Linked DNA regions of Mus musculus: all the other regions are linked to region 3. A link is a contact called in public HiChIP or PLAC-seq and promoter capture Hi-C data. All regions are on one chromosome and are shown on one strand. The core of a region is the stretch at or near the end of the contact, and the rest is flanking DNA. Distances in the headings are between cores, read along the strand shown.

Region 1 (2,992 bases), core at 82-2,581, 600 kb before region 3:
GAGAAAGTATGGTGGCAACAACTTTAGCTAGTGTTTACATCAAGTGTCCAAGATGCAACTAATGAGGGACACCCAGTAACTTGAGCATCACCAAGAATTAGTGAGCTAATCAAACATTTCCTTAAACTGAAACCAAGAGCCAAACTTCCCTTACTGTCTTTAAACATTTACATATTCTGGACATGCAAAAAATATTTTTTAAAAAATTTGTACTTTAGGTTTAAAAGTCCCGTTCTGGCATTACATTTGCATATGCCCTTTTGTTTTGTTTTTCATAGAAGGAAACCTAACACACATTCTTTGGCTGAAATACAAGAATGGAACAATACGAAAAAGATTAACTCTCAGAATGGTGAGAGCACAGTGGATATAGATGAACTGGGACTGGACACACAGACAAGACACAACCGGGAGCCGGCACACAGGTAACACGGGGCGGGTTACAGACATTTTAACATCTACAGGGACATTTTTTTTTTAAATTCGCCTTTTGGTGTAAGCAAAAGATACAAACATCTGGGCAAGTGGGATAGGCACCATTACCAACAAAACCGCCGCCCGCTCTCACCTCGCACGCGGCTCGGCGATGCCCTGCCCGGGCGGCTTCCGGGTGGTGGTCTGCAGCACGCGACCCGGGCGGCTGCCCCTAAGTTCACCAAGTTTTCCACCGTGCGCCTCCCCGGCCCGGCTTCCGCACACACTGACCGCCCAGGCCCCCGGGCTTTCCAGCCGCCTGCACCCGCGCCGCCCAGGGCGAGCCCGGAGGAGCCCGTCCTCCTCGCTGCCCCGCCACGCGCGGCCACCGAGCGCGCGCCGCGCCGGCCACGCCTTGTTGACAGACACCGAGGCCCGGGCGCGGCGGGGCGGGGCGTTGTTCCCGTCGCGCCCCGCGCGCGCCCCCGGCCGCCGCCGCCGACCTCCCCGCCCGACTCCGGGCTGCGGCCCCGAACCTCCGCCGTACCTGCTGCCGGGGGCGGCTTCCCCCACACAGCACCCCGGGCCGCGCGGACGACGGCGGCAGCGGCGGCGGCGGCTCCCGCGCCTCTCACATGAGGCCTCCCGGGGCCCCGTCTCCGAGCTCCCGCCGTCGCGGCCCCCCGCGCTCCGCCCGCATCCGAGACGCTGGTCCCGCGGCGGGCGCCGACGCGGCTCCACCTTTGCGGCTCCGGCTGCCCCGGTGTGTGGGGAGGAGAGCGTCGCGTCCCTTCTCTGTCCCGCGCGGTCTGTGTCCTTCGCCCCGGCACCTCCTCGTCGCCCGCCCGAGACGCCCTAGGCGAGCAGCGATCGACAGCAGCGAGCCCGAAGCTTCGGCCCAGTTAGGGAATCCAAAATGGCGCCCGCAGTTCGCGGCCGCGCGCTTGCCCCTGCGCGTCCCCGCCCGAGGGGGCGGGCGCGCGGCCGAAGGGGCTGGCCGGGCGCGCGCACCGAGGCGGCTCCAGCCTCCCGGGCTGTCCCTGGCCAAGTTTGTTTAGGGGCGGAATGTGGGCGGGTTGGTGTTCGCCAGACGTGGCTGGCCTTTCCCAGGGTTAAAACCGGAAAGTTTAGGGCGGGGGAGCCGACGCCAAAGGCGGAGGGAGTGTCTGCAGGGCGGGACGCACCCCTACCGGACGTAAACATCACCTGACAGCGACCCACCTCCGCGAGGAGGGCGCGGCCAAGGGAGCCTCTGAGGTTGCTGTCTGTACCTAGAAAAAGAATAAATAAATCAACGTGGTGGACGTTGCGATCACTACGGGTTTCTTAAGACAATATTTGCATTTCCATTTTTCCAAGGCTTTTTTTTAATGAGTCATAACTTTTTCAAAATCACATTTACTTATGAAACAGAACCCCCAAGTCTGAGATTTCTTTTCAGAAACACGTAAAGTGTGAAGAAGCAGATGGCTAATTAAAAAAAGACAACCCCCACTCCTCGCTCCCGGGTGGTGGAGCGTTTTGTAAGTCAAGGAGTCTTTTAAATGCTATCAAATATTTGACTTTTTTTTTTTTAAGTTTGGACTTGGAGATACTGAGTTTTTCCTAAAATAAGAAAAGTCCCCAGAAAATCTTAAGGTTAGCTGTATACCATGCCTTCTGCTTTTTCTGTGTTATTTCTCCAAAGTAAAGATCTCTTCTCTCTCTTTCGTTTCCTACCCTCCTCAGTTTTCTTTATACTGATTTTCATTTTGTAGATCAGGCTGGCTTGGAACTCTGAGATCCACCAACCTCAGCCTGCTCAATGCTGAGATTGAAGAAATGTGCCACCACACGGAACAAAAACATGCTGAACTTTAAAATGCTTTTATGTACTTGTTTTTAATTTACTATTAATTTTATAAGCTTTTCGTTTTGTTGTAGGTGTGAGTGTGCGCGTGTGCGCGCGGCGCGCGCATTTGAGTGCAGTGCCCGTGGTGTCTGGAGTGGATGTTGGATTCCTTGGAGCTGGAGTTATTTACAGGCAGATGTGAGCCACTCATCCTGAGCGCTGGGAACTGAACTCAGATCAGCTGGAAGAACAGCAAGCACTCTTAACTGCTAAGCTGTCTCTCTAGCCCAGAGTAAATTATTATATTTTTTAAAAGATGAAGTCATGAGAACAGGTTCTGTCACACACTTAAGACCGTCACCATATAATGTACATTTAAACAAACTAGAAGAAAGGAGTTTTAATCTTTTTAACCAGAAAAAAATATGTCTGAGGAGTTAGAATGACTAACCCGATTTAAACATTAGACGTTGTGTATATGAACTGAAGGGGCTGGAGCACTGCTCTGCAGTTAAGAGCGCTTGGTGATTTTGTAGAGAATTCCAGCTCCCACGTGGTTCACAGCCATTCATAACTCCAGTCCCCGGAGATCTGATTGGTCCTTGAAAGTGGAGCACAGACATACGTGCAGGCAAACACTGATACACACAAAATATTAAACATTTAAACTGAATACACTAATCAGAATATCACACATTATACCTTAGGAGGTGTAATCTTCTGTATTAATGATTTTAAAATGTCAAA
Region 2 (3,217 bases), core at 462-2,961, 630 kb before region 3:
ATACATGTGTGTCATACATTAAACAGATGCCCCCGGGGGCTGGAGAGATGGCTCAGTGGTGAAAGGCATTGACTGCTTTTCCAGAGGCCCTGAGTTCGATTCCCAGCAACCACATGGTGGCTCACAACCATCTGGAATAGGATCTGATGCCCTCTTCTCGTGTGTCTGAAGACAGCTACATAAATAATACATATATACATACATACATACATACATACATACATACATACATAATTAAAAAATAAAACAGATGCCCCCATCGATTCTCCTCATGAGTGACTATTACAATTTCTAACTTTACTAAATTCAACCCTAAATTGAACCTTTAAACTCACCTTTGACCTATTGTAGCATCTTTGACATTATGCTGTGATAGGCAAGAAAAACTGTTAAGAAAAATCTGAAATTAGAGGCTACAATACAGTTGATGTATTTGTTTAGGGCAGTTAAGCACCTATAAAGCAGGTGAGTATATCTAAGGCCTACAAACCTAGTTAAAATATCATTACTCTTTCATTAAAATGTGGTTAGAAAATTGGTGTGTCCGAAGCAAAAAAGCATGTCGTGTTTGACAGAACCTTTAGCAACCTGGAAACCCTTCTCAGAATAGTGATTTATTTAGTTCACAGAGTTATAAATAAGAAAGCAAAGATGAGCTTGAACTTAACACGTTTGCCTGGCTAGTTATCATCCTGAAGTCAAAAAGAGAAAGCCAGCCATCACCTGCTAGGACACGTTAAAGTATCATGATGACACCCTGTTTTTTTCATTCCCTGAGAAACTTTGTCTCCTAAAATTTACAGACTTAATTTTTTTTTTTTTCCTTTTGGAAAATACATCAGCAAGGACGAAACAGCTAGAACCTTTGGCAGAGGAATCTCTGAGAATATCAGCCTCACACTACAACCCAGATAGGTCCAAAACTTTTGATAAAGGGTTTCTGGATCTGACATTTCTATCTCTTCTTGAGCTTCAGAGTTGGCAAGCAAAAAGGATCCCGTGTTCGCTTTGTAGTTCAGACCTCATGCAGCTCCTATGTGCATACACATAGTGGGTTTGCTAGGAGATCTCCAAAATACTGCCTGTTCCAGTCTCATCTCCAGCGTACGTGAGTGATCTTGGTTGCCATCACTCAGTGCAGTGGCCTGAACAGCCTGATTCCGTATGGCGTGATGCTCTTAGCAATCTTACACTTACTGGACAAAGGAGGACCGGAGGATAAATGGATTAAACCTAGCTCTATTGGTCGGTCTTAAGCTTTGAAGAGTCACGGATAATACTAAGTGTGGCAGAGGACAGAACCGGAGCAGAGCAGTCCAAGTCTGGTGATGCCGATGGCAGCACGGAAAGCATATTGTCATTGCTGATCTTTGCAACATTCTCAGAGAGGCCAGGAGAGGGCAATCATTTCCTGTAATGTCCTCATTTTTTAATTCCGCTGAGCACCCAGTGTCTCCAAGCAGAAGATTTGTGTTGGAGACTGGCCTGGGCCATGTGGGTCAAGAAAGTTCATAAGTGTTTTATTGTTGTTACGGTTTGGCTGGTGATGGCTGCGGGGAGGGCAGAAAGCACCTTTGCGCTAGAGGCATAGCACACATCCACCAGGCTGGAGTGAGTTTTGCAGTACCAGTCTCACCCTTCCGGGAGGACAGGGCTTTTTAGCGTCCAGCGCACGCGCGCTGGAACAGAGGCGCCCCGCCCCGGCCGGGACAGGGGAGGCGTCACGCGCCCGGAGGTCACACGGCCAAGCCGGCGCTGGTGCTTGGCTGGCTCCTCGCGGCGGCGCGCACGCAAGGCCGACGCCGGGGCCCCGGAGCCTCCGGGATCTCAGGGAGCCGCGGATGCTGCGCGGGGGGCCATGTGGAGCGCACTGGCGCCCGGCGCTCGCGCTGGCGCTGCTCGGGCTGGCGACGATTCTGGGCGCGTCCCCGACGTCTGGGCAACGCTGGCCGGTGCCCTACAAGTGAGTGAGACGGAGCGGGGCGGGGAGGGGACTTGGAGAGGGCGGATCCGATACCTTAGCGCGCCCGGGGACGCAGGGCACAGGGCGGGCGACACTAAGAGCATAGTTCCTAAATAGTTGGCAACTCGGGGATCCTCACCGGTTCTGGGCAGTTCAGAGTCCTGGGAGGAATGGAGAGTGACATCACTGCACGGAGTGACTTTTAGGTGCTACTGACTTGGAGAGCAGGTTAAAATGTTTTAAACACTGCAATTATTTCATGCCTTATCGTTAGCTGCCATTGCATAACATTTGGGGAGAATTTACAGGGAGCCTGCTTGCTCCCCTGTGTCCTTACTGAGCTAAATGGGGAATTTAGCTGACTGACCCGGGGAATTTCCTCCCTAGGCTAGTCAGGATCACCTTGTTGGTCCACTTCAACCTGGAGGGTAGGTAGGGCTCCGGACCTGAGGAGGTGATCGCAGTCTTTGACTTAGCTAAGTTTTGACAGCCTGTGGGGAATTGCGAAACAAGAAGCGCTCGGTCTTCGGGGTTGCGGGGGACAGGGGTGGGTGGAGTGGTGGCTGGCGTGGGCATAGTGAAGTGGAAAGAGATGCAGCTTTTGAAAGCATATGTTTTGCATAACAGAATGAGGGGCGGGGGGGTTCATGGCATGATGCATGTTCCTCTAAGGAGTTCTTAGTTCTGAAGGCTGCAGACCAAATCTGGTCCCATTTGCTCATCCTCTGTGCGGTCTTAGGGAATTTAACTCAGAATCTTCATGCTCACATACCCTGGACAGAAAACAGGAAATGATAGTAGCCCTCGCATTTCTGGTGAAAACCAGCAGTTGCCAAACTTAAATATTCATGTGTTCTGTTCATGAATTGGTTCTTCTAAATATATATGAGAGAAAAAAAAGTTTAGGGTTGAGGTTGGTTTTCATGAAAATATTCACAAGAAAAAAAAAACCTTAAATACCCAATAAAACAAGAAAGAGATTGTAAATCTCAAAGTATTTTATCTAATACCAGGAGACGGAGGCTGACTGGTCTTTTGACTCTAAAGAAGCCCCGATTGACATTCCCACCTGACAACTGGTATATAGCTGTAAGTTAGATCAGGTTTTGTCCCCGTGTTAAGATTGTTAGAAGAGCAATTCTGAGGATGGTTCTCTTTCTCACCAGGCGCTTCTCTTTCCGTCCGAAGACAGATCCCTACTGTCAAGCTAAGTATACTTTCTGTCCTACCGGCTCGCCCATCCCAGTTATGAAG
Region 3 (3,109 bases), core at 174-2,673:
GGGACAAGGTATGTCTTCCTGGGATATGACCAATGACCTGCTCTATCCCAGTAGGCCCCATCTCCTATTGTTTCCAGTACCTCTCAGAAAAAGGCCACCAGCTAGGAGCTGAGGCTTCAACACAGGATCCTTCTTGGTGACATTTTATGGTCAAACCACTAACATGAAAGATATGTCTATGTATATGCAAATGTTCTACAACATGCGGGGCTGGAGAGATGGCTAAGTGATGAACTGGCTGCTCTTTCAGAGGACTCCAATTTGGTTCCTAGGCCACATCATAGCTCACAACCTTTTGTAACTCTAGTTCTAGGGGATATGATGCCGTCCTTTGGACTCTGGACACTAGGCATACACAGACATACATTCAGTCAACACACCCACATGATTGATTGATTGATTGACAGATGGTAGAAATATATATGTGTGTGTGTATAGTAGAAGATATATAGATAGAATATAGAAGATAGATGGATAGTTGGATAGATAGATGTAGATGATAGACAATAGATTGATAATTTCTCAAGTTTGAAAACATCCCAAATGTTAGTCTAAGGCTTGTTTCCCAGCATTTTAGATAGAGCACTCAGCCTGTGTCATGGTTTACTGATTTTTACCAGGCTGTGAGCTCTGGACTTGGACCTTGGTTCGTTGTGAATGAATGAGTGAAATAAACATGAGTTCATGAATGAATCTATATCCATTAAATAGTTAAATTAGTAGGGTGTCTAATGAAGGCAAAGCTGATTCACGAATTTACTAATGATGCAAAACAGAGAGGCCTGTTCACTGACTGATGTCAGTTATTTTTAGACAGCAGGCTAATTATGAAGAATTTTACCTGAGGAAAAATATACATTCTAGGTCTGAGTAAATGAAGACTAACAGTGTAAGTATGAAGCAATAGAAAAATGTTTCGTCTTTAGCAAATATAGGACGATAAGGAATGTGTTGATTGTAACTTTGTGTGTGGACAATAGTCTTTGAGTGCCATAATAATTAACACAACACAAAATAGGAAGGAGTGTTCATGATTTTGGATTTCTAGCTTTGAAATACTAAAAAACTAATGCGAGCATGTTGGAAGGAAATGGCCTGTGGCCAGAGCTGAGACCATCTGAACTGCAGAGTAAATAATAATAGATTATAATTGATAGTGCCATATAAATATCTCTGGGTCCATGCTTAACAAAGCAAAAAACAAGGGATGGATGGGGGGGATTCTCTATAGGCGGGATTCTATTTAAAATACATAAAGAATTAAGATAGAAAAGTCACGTACAGGAAAGCAGAACAAACAAGAGGCATTACTGTGCATTAGGTCGGTCACTCTGCGGTTTGGATGGGAATGGCCCCCATAGCTCTACATTTGGATGCTTGGTCAACAGGGAGCATCAGGATTGGTCGATAGCATTAGAAAGGAGGAGGAGAAACAGCCTTGTCGGAGGAAGTGCGTCATTGGGGGTGGGCCTTGTTGGAGGAAGTGCATCACTGGGGGTGGGCCTTGTTAGAGGAAACTCAAAGCCCACACCAGACCAGTCTCACTCCCTTTGTTCTTGTGGCTATGGTCCCCAGCTCCAGCCCCAGCACCTGCCTGTATGCCGCCCTGCTCCTGTCATGTCAAGCCTCTCAAACTGTAAGCAAGCCCCCAGTTAATTGCTTTCTCCTTTGAGAGTGCCATGGTCATGGTGTCTCCTCACAGTAACTCAGATGTTCCCATTTCAGGTTTAGGGCTTAGGATTCTGCAGAGGCTGGGGAGAAAACTTCATCAACAAAGGACTGTGTCGTCAGACTGGACCTCGGGTTTTATGAAATCCAGGCATCATAACCTTCCTGACTTTTTCATTTCTTACTTATAAAACTCAAATGATGTCTATCTTTGCTATTTTCTTCTGGTAGCTATTATTTCTTTTTAATGTGGGTCCCTTACATATTTTGACTGTAAGGGACATAGTTCATCAGTAGGACCCTTCTTTTTTTCTTTTTTTTCTTTTTTTGTTTTTTTGAGACAGGGTTTCCCTGGCTGTCCTGGAACTCACTTTGTAGACCAGGCTGGCCCGGAACTCAGAAATTCGCCTGCCTCTGCCTCCCAAGTGCTGGGATTAAAGGCGTGTGCCACCACCGCCCAGCCAGTAGGACTCTTCTTGAAAGCTACTCTGTACTGTCATTTCAAATGAAATTGGACTTTCATTGAGTCCACCAGACACTTTTGGGTGAATCAGCAGCAGTCTAAGCATTCCATATTAATATGTAGTAAGGTTTTGTTGATTTAAATCTTATTCAATGTGTCTTGGCAATGTTTTATAGACTTTTGTTTTGAGAGATTCTATAGCTCTAAAATTAAGCTTATTTCAAAGTATTTACTTTTTTATAAATAGTGGGTTTTTTTTTCAAATTTAGCTTCTACTAGTTTTATGGTATATCAGTTTTCTCCTTTCTATAATAAAACACCTGAGAAGCAATTAAGGAAGGAGGAGTTTATCTTGGCTCACAATCCATCATGGCAGGAAGGCATGGAGCAGGTGGCTGGTCACATGACATGTGCACAGGGAGGCAATACAGGTGCTCAGCTGGATGTTTTCTTTCTGTGCAGTCTAGAACCCAGCCGATAGCATGGTGCTACCCACATTCAGGAGAGTTCTTTCCTCCTCAATTGAAGAACTCCTGGAAAGCCTTCTTTGCCCAGGGCCTGTGTTTCCATGGTGATTCTAGTCTGGTCGAGTTGACAGTGAAGAGTCACAGTCACAGATGCTAATTAGGATGTAATTGTTCTTCCTGTTTTGGTTTTCTATCCAGGGACCTTGCTGAATTCACTTCTCCTAACAGTTGAGGGGCTCAGTATGTACTCAACTTAGTAGGTTCACATTACCAACAAAGCAGGTTGAAGAATGTTCCTAAAATTGCAACTGAGACAATGCAGTCTTCCATTGTCATGAGAACAGACCACCATGTGCTGGAACACCACATAGTAACACCATAGCACGTAGGGCTCTCATGCACCTAATATCGGGTAAAAGGAGCTCCACACGAAAAGGAACATGGGATGGGATTCCAGTGTAGGGATGGGCAGCGTGCAGTGACAGAAGAGGAAATGTGTTCTCTCGGGAGA
Region 4 (3,008 bases), core at 470-2,969, 650 kb before region 3:
TCTGAATTCAAAATATGAAGCTTTGTGGACTGAAGGAAGATGAGTCCCCCAACCTGCAGCTGCAGAAAGAGCCTGTAGACTGCTCTGAGCACATTCTCTGCCCGGGACAGAAGCCTCCAGTGTGGCAAGACTCTTAACTAGTCTGTCTCCTCTCTGAAAACTTAAAGGCATTCTTCTTTCTCAGGAGAAAGTCTGGGAGCCAAGCTCCTGGTCAGACAGGGATCCAGCTGAGAGCAGGACTTCATCTTTAGGCCTCTTCTTCTGCAAAAAAGGGGAACATGTGAGGGCCAGGACACAGGTCAGAACCAGAAGACTTCAGAGAGTCAGAATCCTGCCTGCCTGGGTGCCTGGTTCTGAAGTCCTCCTCCTCCTCCTCCTCCTCCTCCTCCTCCTCCTCCTCCTCCTCCTCTTCCTCCTCCTCCTTCTTTCTCTCTCTCTCTCTCTCTCTCTCTCTCTCTCTCTCTCTCTCTCTCTCTCTCTCTCTCTCTCTCTTCTCCAAGGAATAATCTGTGAAGGATGATTTTCCAGAGTTCTCCTCTATTACACTCAACCAGGTGGTCTCTGATTAGCCAAATGTGTGTACTTGGCATGTGTGTGTGTGTGTGTGTGTGTGTGTGTGTGTGTGTGTGTGTACATGTGTCTGTGTGGTGTGTATTTAGATATTTTTAATTAATTTTTTGAGATTTTAATTTATTTATTTATGTATTTACAACATTTCCACCCCTCCTCCTTCTCTTCTTTTAACTCTGGCCACCATTCCTCACAAATTCATGGCCTCTTCTTTAGTTATCACACACACACACACACACACACACACACACACACACGTGTGCACACATATGTACACGTACTTTCTCAACTGTCTCTGAGCCTTAGGTGTAGGGGTTTCATTGTTGGTATATCAGTTAGGTCTGGGCACCCATGCTCACTTACTCGTTATAGATAGTTGTAGTAGTCGTCTCCATCTACAATAAAAAGAAGCATCGTTGATGAGGGGCAGAGCTACACTTATCTGTGCGTGAGTAAGTATTTAGAATGCAGCTAGGTTTAGGGAACTGGCAGTGGTAGGCTCTCCTCTAGGATTCATAACCTTTAGGTTATGGCACATTTAGTGACTTCGTTAGTTACCTCTGGGTTATCGCCTCTGAAATTATGATGTGATTGGTGGCTTTGTTCACAGTACCAGTCATGGATTTCCTTCTGGTAAGCAGGCTCTAAGTCCAATAAGAACCAGTCAGGGTTTTTGTTTTTTGTTTTTTTCATCATTCCCAGAAGCTGTTTCATGGTTGGTTGGTGACAATGGGCTGTCTGTGAGAAGGCTGCTCTGAGTGACTCCTTGCCTTTCCAGATCTGGGGGCTTTTCTTCCTCTGTCATAGTCTTGCTATTTCCTTGTGATAAGTCTTCAAGAGTGGGATGCCCAGTAAAGAGAGTGTGCACTCTTCTCACCTATGGCCCCTAGCTGGGACAGGCCATCCCTCTGTAATTATAACTTAGTTTTTCTTATGTCTGTGAGGAATCATCAGATTATGGCCGCTGTAACACCTCCTCTCATCAGCCCTACATCTATAAGGGAGCTCTACACAACACAACAAAGGAAGTTTAAGTGAGGTCATTGGGGAGGTGTTGAAATGGTGGAAATTCCATGGTTGAAACAAAAGTGAAAGGGACAGACCTGGAGGGAGTGACTGTGTATAAAGGCACACGTCCACTAAAGGCCCCCAGCCAGCAACTACTCCTGCCATCCACTCCTGAGCCAGTTACCCTCCAGAGCAACATGATGCTCAAGGTATCGTAGCACTTGATGGCGCTTGCCTAAACTGCCTTCCTGGCTTGATTCTTCCTTTCTCAATCAGTTGGTCTTTTGCTAGCTATCTGCTCTGCTGCAGAAAGGACATCTTAGCTTTGCTTATGGTCTCTGAGCTGCCTGATTTAGCTATCTGTTGGCTTTCATCAGTATTTGACAGACAATGCCCATGATCCCATTGCTTCCTCCTAGCAAGAGAGTTAGGCCTGGTAAGTTCACTGAACCTCCACCTCTTGGTTTTGTGTGTGTCCTCTGTGGGACAGGAGCACATCTGTGATGGGAGCACAGGGGCACATCTGTAATTATCTATTTGCTCTCATGTACCCTGTAGTCCCCTGGCAGGTTTTTTAAGTTGGATGGCCTCATTTACTGGTTTGGCAGTTTAGAGAACAGTGCACAGGGAACTTGCCAGGGCTCCTGACACTTATTATAAAACGAATGACTCCATACTCCGCTTTAATCTATACATTAGTCACAGGAGCTTACTAAAAAGATAGACAAGTGCCCCTATAAAGTCAAGCACGCCAGCAAGACATTTGACTTGTAGATGAAGGATGACTCACAGGAATCTGAGTGGAGCTATTGTCCCCCTTATGATCTCTCCCTCCATGGTCAGGGAGGGCGGCTTGTTCTTTGGCTCTCAGATCGTGTTCAGCACTATCAGGTCAGGGGAGCCCAGTGGTCTGTCGTAAATCACATAAGCAGTGCCAGCCCGATGCCTTGAGATCTATGCTGCTGTTCCTCATCTGCTATTCATCAAATGTTTAACTGGTACTTGGAAATCAAGCCAGCTGATTATTATTGAGTCCATTCTTTTCCCTCCTTCCCTCCTCTTCTGCATATAAAATGCTTGTCAAAATACTTACCAGTAGGAAAAACAGCATCATTGTCTTCCTCGGCCCTAAACAGAAACATCCACAGCAATATCTGTTTGCTCTCCAGGCTGGCTCGGCTCCCGCTTTCTCCTACTGCAAGCTCTCTTGGTTTTTCTGTCAAAGTTTTACAAATGTAACAAATGTTCCATTCTCTTGAAAATGACAGTCGTTATATGACCTATAAATCTGAAGACTCTAAGGATAGGGCTATGGCTGAGACAGGAGAATTGTCCAAAGTTCAAAGCCAGCCTGAGCTACATAGTGAGTCCAGTTTAGCCAGGGCCACACAGAAAGACCCTGCCTCAGAAAGAAAAAGAAAAGAAGAGAA

Evidence for each region. Promoter capture Hi-C pulls out the DNA fragments that hold promoters and counts their contacts. HiChIP or PLAC-seq counts read pairs in DNA pulled down with a chosen protein or histone mark.
Region 1: an H3K27ac HiChIP or PLAC-seq map of embryonic stem cells shows a contact between it and region 3, with 2.9 times the contacts expected there. The contact joins the promoter of Fbxl3 here to the promoter of Slain1os in region 3. A contact is called at or near these places in 2 of 39 promoter capture datasets (second pharyngeal arch cranial neural crest and stem cell-derived epiblast-like cells), 4 of 115 datasets of contacts at active chromatin or transcription factors (embryonic stem cells, large pre-B cells, memory CD8 T cells and 1 more) and 1 of 9 other capture datasets (liver).
Region 2: a promoter capture Hi-C map of neutrophils shows a contact between it and region 3, with 5 times the contacts expected there. The contact joins the promoter of Cln5 here to the promoter of Slain1os in region 3. A contact is called at or near these places in 12 of 39 promoter capture datasets (the 3T3-L1 cell line, the C10 cell line, embryonic stem cells and 8 more), 2 of 15 datasets of contacts at CTCF or cohesin (embryonic stem cells and pro-B cells), 9 of 484 Hi-C or Micro-C datasets (the 63-12 cell line, the Ba/F3 cell line, the N1E-115 cell line and 6 more), 7 of 115 datasets of contacts at active chromatin or transcription factors (the 230-238 cell line, astrocytes, differentiating embryonic stem cells and 3 more) and 1 of 9 other capture datasets (embryonic stem cells).
Region 4: a promoter capture Hi-C map of pre-B cells shows a contact between it and region 3. The contact joins the promoter of Acod1 here to the promoter of Slain1os in region 3. A contact is called at or near these places in 6 of 39 promoter capture datasets (the 3T3-L1 cell line, the C10 cell line, hematopoietic stem and progenitor cells and 3 more), 1 of 15 datasets of contacts at CTCF or cohesin (embryonic stem cells), 2 of 484 Hi-C or Micro-C datasets (embryonic stem cells and pre-B cells), 1 of 115 datasets of contacts at active chromatin or transcription factors (microglia) and 1 of 9 other capture datasets (embryonic stem cells).

Annotation. Positions count from the first base shown.
Region 1 is chr14:103,098,201-103,101,192 of GRCm38.p6, forward strand. Fbxl3 (F-box and leucine-rich repeat protein 3) reads right to left here and starts at 1,332. Exons shown (of 5, transcript NM_015822.3): 1 at 962-1,332.
Region 2 is chr14:103,068,505-103,071,721 of GRCm38.p6, forward strand. It overlaps Cln5 (ceroid-lipofuscinosis, neuronal 5), which reads left to right and starts at 1,712. Exons shown (of 4, transcript NM_001033242.1): 1 at 1,712-1,963; 2 at 3,130-3,217. The coding sequence starts at 1,842.
Region 3 is chr14:103,698,009-103,701,117 of GRCm38.p6, forward strand. Slain1os (SLAIN motif family, member 1, opposite strand) reads right to left here and starts at 1,424. Exons shown (of 3, transcript NR_045148.1): 1 at 1,283-1,424. All of the region lies in intron 5 of Slain1 (SLAIN motif family, member 1), which reads left to right.
Region 4 is chr14:103,045,293-103,048,300 of GRCm38.p6, forward strand. It overlaps Acod1 (aconitate decarboxylase 1), which reads left to right and starts at 1,720. Exons shown (of 5, transcript NM_008392.1): 1 at 1,720-1,787. The coding sequence starts at 1,776. Gm41235 (predicted gene, 41235) reads right to left here. Exons shown (of 4, transcript NR_168885.1): 2 at 2,672-2,794; 3 at 934-965; 4 at 1-261.